Linked DNA regions of Sus scrofa: region 2 is linked to region 1. Evidence: chromatin contacts called from public Hi-C data. All regions are on one chromosome and are shown on one strand. The core of a region is the stretch at or near the end of the contact, and the rest is flanking DNA. Distances in the headings are between cores, read along the strand shown.

Region 1 (2,782 bases), core at 265-2,764:
TGGTTTACCTGCTCCATCTCAGTTATACAGGATACAGAAATAGTTCTCTCAGATGTGAACAGAATTTTCACTCAGCATTCTCAGATTCACAGACTTTTCCAGAGATATTTCTAAACTCAATGCTGAGGACTTGAACAAATGTCAGCCTCAGACATCTCTGGGCATCACGGTAGGCAGCAAAAGGGCTTATCCTTGGAGTTCCTGTGGTGGCTCAGCAGTAATGAACCCGACTAGTATACATGAGGATGCCCGTTCAATCCCTGGCCCCGATCAGTGGGTTAAGGATCTGGCGTTGCTATGAGCTGTGGTGTAGGTCAGCAGCTGCAGCTCTGATTTGACCCCTAGCCCAGGAACTTCCACATGCTGAGGTGGGTGTGGCCCTAAAAAGCCAAAAAAGGGTGGTGGTGCTTATCCTCACCTGGATATGGGAGTCAGAAATGGACCCACAGGGAGAAGTTCCCAGATGGAATTTTTCCATTAAGTTGTGAGCACAGTTTTCAACCGCAAAGAAACTAACTGATGGAAGCCCATGGCAAGCCACAAACTATTCTGCCTCTGAGTTGGTAATCATTTTAACAAAGACATGATTTCCTTTCAAGTGTGTAAAACAGTTTAGAGGAAACAGCACAGAAAGCTGGTTTGATCATTGGCTCATTTAATTTAGTTCAAGGGACATGCATCGGTCCAGAAGTATTAAATAATGTTCTAGGAAAATTGCTAGAAATCAAGAAAGAGGAAAACTAGGGGTCATGACAAGTATTAATTTATTTAGAAACTTTTCAAACATAGAGGAGTAAAAATAACATAATGAAGGTCTGTGTAGCTATTCAACAAATTCAATAATGATCAACACATGGCCAGTCCTGTTCATACTTCAATCCACTTTCTCCCCATCCTCAATGCATTACTTTAAAGAAAATCCCAGGCAATAAAATTATTTCATCTAAAAAATGAAACAAGCTCATTTAGGGAAGGAATGCATCTTCAGGCGCCATGGTAGAAAGGTAGTAAATTTTCAACTCCTTGCTCAAAATCCCATTGATTTTCCTGTGTTTTGGAGTTTGGAGGGACCATGCTCTGGGTCAGGTGATCATCCATGGTCATAATCCATGATCACCCGGGTATGACGTGATATCATCCAGTTCACGTGTCTCCATCTTATTAACATGGTACCATGAGAGCCTTTGGCAAAATCCACATCTCTGAGCTCTAAGCCTGCCCTTGATTTGTTAATCTGCTAGTCATCCTATAAAATGGGAACTGTGATTAGTTTGGTACCACCTGTTCTTAGAACCCATGACTGGGGCCAAAAACTGCTTAATGATAGACTCTAGCCAGGAATTAGCACTTCCTTGTCTATCCAAGCCAGATTCCACCTTTCCTCTTTTTCTTAAATGATGATGTCACACTTGTCATGGAGATTTGTCATTTCCCTCTCATTGAGCTGGTTCTTCAGACACCCATCCCCGAATTAGCTCCCAGCCCCCTCCCTTAATGTGGTCCATCTGAGCTTGAAGGCCAGTCTGCTCTCACTGTCTCTTGACTCAGGATGTTCAAGCCAGAGGGACCCTCCCTCTCTGGGTTTCAATCTTGAAGGTTATTTTTATTTTCTACTTCCCAGTAGAAAGATCCTTTTCCCCTGGATACAGAAACAAAAGCATTGTTGAGTAGTTGAGTTAAATTTCAGAGTAATTTGGTATTCCTTCAGGTGGGAAATGACACTGCCCCTCAGGCCAGGGAGTGACCTTCCTTGTTCCCTGGTCAACAAAGCCCTTGGGACTGGTCACAAGCTGTTTCAAGTCCTGATCCCTGGAGTCCTTAGAACTTCCTGAATTGGTTCTTAAAGGTCCAGACTCCTATTGGATGGCTGGCCGTTAGAAAGTCACCAGGGACTATCTCCCTGTGGGTACTGTCTTAGAACAATGTCTGCGTGGTGGGAATACCCCCTTGTTTCTCTTCTCAGTGGGTCCTAACACTACTCTCCTTAGCTGTCACCATCTGCTTTTCCCAGGCTTCCTTCTCCCACTTGAGCACTGTAAGAAGGGGCCTGGGAGTTCTCTGGGGACCTAGTGGTTAAAGATCCGGCATTGTCACTGCTGTGGCTCAGGGTCAATCTCTGGTCCGGGAACTTTTGCACACTTCGGGTACAGCTGAAAAAAAAAAAGGAGCCCAGCTATACGTCTCTCTGGCTCCCCTCCAACTCTAAATAAGCTTAGGAAACATTTTTGAAGCCATCCAAGGCAATTTAGTGCTGGTGAGAGCAGGAAAACAGCCAGAGGATGGGGATTAAAAATAACAGGAAAATTATAGGAAAGCTTTAACATCTCTAATAGTCATCCTTGGAACCCACTGTGTTGTGATTAAATCTAGATCTGCTCTTTCTCAGCCCCCCACAGGATCAGCAAGTCAGGTCTTCCCAGCCCTCTATCCCTGTGTCACTGGTAGGGATCCCTGTGAGTTTTCCTGTTTTCCCTCTCCTTCCTCTTCTCTATACCTTCCTGCCTTAAATGAAAGATGCAGATGTTAGGCTCTTTGGTCTACAAATCAGAAGTCCTCTCCAAATCAAATAGCTTTTTAGCTTTTTTCCCACCTGGTATAGTTATCTTAACACATTCCCCTCCCATCTGTGTGCACATGATGCACCTGAGTGCTGGTTGAGCAACTGTATAGATTTTTGTAGATGCCGCCCCTCATCATGTGGAATTCTATCAATACTCCATATAAAATTGTGTGTGTGTGTGTGTGTGTGTGTGTGTGTGTGTGTGTGTGTGATGTATATCTA
Region 2 (3,013 bases), core at 345-2,844, 81 kb before region 1:
TCAACTCGCCGTTTCTTCGCCAAATGAAAGCCCTGAGCCTGAAGAAGCCAAGAGTGAGACAGGGCACTTCTGCAAAATACAAGACCGAGTCGGTCTGAAGTTCTCGGTGAGCTTTGAGGTTTGACACTGAGTGGGCGGCGGGCAGATCCGCGAAGCCTGGTATCTCTGTCCTCATTCCGGAGGCGCTGTCAGGCTGTCTGTCAGTCTGTTTCCTGCAGGCACCCCCCCACCCTCGCCTTGTCTGGGAGGTGGTGGGGGGGCGGGGAGCGGTCAGCTCTCTTCTCCATCTGCATAGACCTGTGCTAACTTGCTGTCTTTGTTTTGTGGACCACCTGTGACTTCCAGCCTCAGATTCTGTGGGCTGCCACATTCAGGGCAGAGCTCTTGCCAGCATTTGAGTTGACCGTGTTCATTTAGTTTCAACAAAGCGAGAGCGCCTCCTCCAGGTCGGACACCCTGCAGTAGACTAAGGAGACAGCAGGGGCAGCGCAGTGGTCTTCAGGAAGCGCCCAGTCTAGACACATGCAGGCAGTAGGGCACTTGTGTCACTGGTGAGCTTTCCAGGTGTAGTGGGCACCCAGGACAAGAGTGTCTTAACCAGCCTGAAAGTGTTGGGGAGAACATCCCCTTCTTCCTTACCCAGCAATTGTCCAAAGCACAGAAAAGGGGTGAGGGGCAGCATTTGGGCTCAGGGTTCAAGGCTGGCTCGTGCTGGCTGGTGGTAGGCATGGCAGGAGGCCTGACAGTGCAGTGTTTGCTGGCCCCTCTAAAGACAGCATTCTGGACTCCAAGGGCAGGTAGAGAGAGGGAGGCAGAGCCAGCACTCAGGGCCTTGTGGGCAAGCAAAGTAGTTTAGATTTTATCTCCATGTATTGTGGGCTGGGGAGGGACATGATCTGGTGTGTGTGTGTGTGTTCGCGTGTGTTATGGGAAAGAGTGCCCAGGGGTGGGTCCATGGGGCAGTAAGGAGGCCACAGTCTCTGCTTTGGGGAAGAGCTGGTAAAGTCCTGAATTGGGTCAGGGCAGTGGTGAGAAAAAGAAGCCAAGTGCAGGAGTGATTTCAGAAACAGCTGTGCTAGATGCCAAAGACACGGGGCAAAGGCTGTGGTTGGACCTATGATTTTTTAAAAAACTGTAGTTGATGTCAGAACAAAACAGCCGATCATTTGGATTGGTTTTTTCATAGTTTATTAAGGAAATTTCTGTCTTAGTCCAAATCAAAATCAATTGATTCAGGTTCAGGTTCAAATAAAGAAGGATTTCCCCACCTCCAAAAAAACACAAACAGTAAAGAAGGATGCAGTTTAGGATATGGAATCCCATTTGCTTTGGATTATCTTATTGGAGGTAAAAGTTCCTTAGACCACCCCCCACCCCACCCCACCCCACCCCGAAGCAAAAACAAGCTAAGAGTCCCAAGGCTTTGGGATCTGCAGGAAATTTCTATGCTCTGGAATTCAGAGCCATTTCCTGACCTAAAGGTGTCTTTGAATCAGAAGTTCAGGATGTAGGCAGAGTTTTAAAACTCAGGACTGAAGAGATAAGCAGCCAATGATTCCCAGGGGGTCCAGCGTTGGCCCTGACCCTCAGTCTTCCCACACTGGCCTCAGATTGGTCGCCTGCCCCCAGCAGAAGCGATGTTTACCTTGGACCCATAGCTCAGCAAAAGCTTTTCACTTGCACGAAACACCTTTTCCTGGTGGATTTTAGCGCCTCAGATGAGTGTTTCTCTTCCTCTCTACCCAACCCCTGTGCCTCCCCCATCCGAAAAAATCCTGGCCTAGCAGGTGACATGACACAAGCAAAGTCAGAGAGCTGCCAGGTTTCCAAGTGGCAGGAAAAACCGACTGCAAAAGCTACCCTTTGGGTTCATCAGAATAATAATAACTCATGACATTTCCTGTTCAGTGTTGAGAGTACAAGAGTCATTTCCTCCAGCCACCAGAAATTTGAAGACTTTCCTTTAAAAACGAGGAAGAAAAACTCTTAACTTTGGGGGAATGTGATGGTTAAACCTGGCAAGCGAGTTTTGTGTGATGTCACATGAACACCACAGCAGCATTTGCTGGCCTGGGTTTGCATCACCCCCCCAATGGGAAGTGAGCCACTTTTCGAAAGTTCTGATTTTTGAAAAATATTTGTTACTCTTTGGAATGTAGTTAGCAACTCACTTAAAAGCATATCCTTAAGTAGCACAAACGGCTGTCCACTGTATACCCAGTTGAAGAAAACCTGTCAAGGGCTCTCAATTTTGTACCCAAGGTAGAAAAGCAGGATAATGTCCAAAACGCTCATGGTAATGGGGAATCCGTTCCATTTTTCAAGGCTGATAAAATTATTCACACCCACCCTTGCTAATCCAGTGCACTGTTTAACAAGTTCCCAGAGGCAACTTCCCTAGAGCAGACCTAAATCTAATACTGTGTCACAATTCGACCCCATTTCCTCAAACTTGTTCTTTCACGGGGGTAGAGATCAGTTGGTCAATGTCTCTTTTATTTCACATTTCTTCTGTTGGAGATTGGCAGGCCACTACTTCCCCTTGCTCAGGTTATTCATTCTACTTCCTTAAACCTCCCTGTCAGCCTTTTTCCTTTCAGTTCTCTGCACCCTGCTTTTGCACTTCCTTAAGACACCCTGGAATACAGCAGACTTACCCTGAGCCCTGAAAAGCTCCCCAGCTAGTAGCACAGACAAGACTGCACAGTCCTCGTTCCTTGCAGTTAAGTGGGTCTAAACCTGCCAAGAGGAACAAGCAAGGTTCCGTGGGGGTGCAGAGTGGGACAGGATTGCAATGGAGAGCTGGGCTGGTGGTGCTAGGCTGGGCCTGGACGAATGGACACGATTCTGAAGGCAGAGAGAGCAGGGGAAGGGGCAGAGGTGGGGACAAGCAGAGCTAGCCCTGAGCTGGTCAGAAACCAGGAAAGGCCACGGCCAAGTGGGGACAGGAGAGGGTGCTGGTTAGTCATGAAGGGCCCTGTGATTCTGCACTGTGGAGAGAGTGGCCCCTGGA

Evidence for each region. A called contact is a pair of places that touch in the nucleus more often than the background predicts.
Region 2: a Hi-C map of retroperitoneal adipose tissue shows a contact between it and region 1, with 2.5 times the contacts expected there. The contact joins two enhancer-like sites. A contact is called at or near these places in 7 of 47 Hi-C or Micro-C datasets (embryonic fibroblasts, heart right ventricle, liver and 3 more) and 2 of 2 datasets of contacts at active chromatin or transcription factors (alveolar macrophages and skeletal muscle).

What each region holds. Positions count from the first base shown.
Region 1 is chr1:159,098,758-159,101,539 of Sscrofa11.1, reverse strand. No RefSeq gene overlaps it. Among named protein-coding and RNA genes, the nearest start is that of ZCCHC2, 78 kb to the right of the region's middle. Within about 2 kb of position 1,514, at least 4 of the 83 cell types and tissues checked have an H3K27ac peak or open chromatin away from gene starts, as enhancers often do. A contact at or near this core is called in retroperitoneal adipose tissue, where this site is marked.
Region 2 is chr1:159,179,887-159,182,899 of Sscrofa11.1, reverse strand. All of the region lies in intron 1 of TNFRSF11A (tumor necrosis factor receptor superfamily member 11A), which reads left to right. Among named protein-coding and RNA genes, the nearest start is that of TNFRSF11A, 6.1 kb to the left of the region's middle. Within about 2 kb of position 1,594, at least 18 of the 83 cell types and tissues checked have an H3K27ac peak or open chromatin away from gene starts, as enhancers often do. A contact at or near this core is called in retroperitoneal adipose tissue, where this site is marked.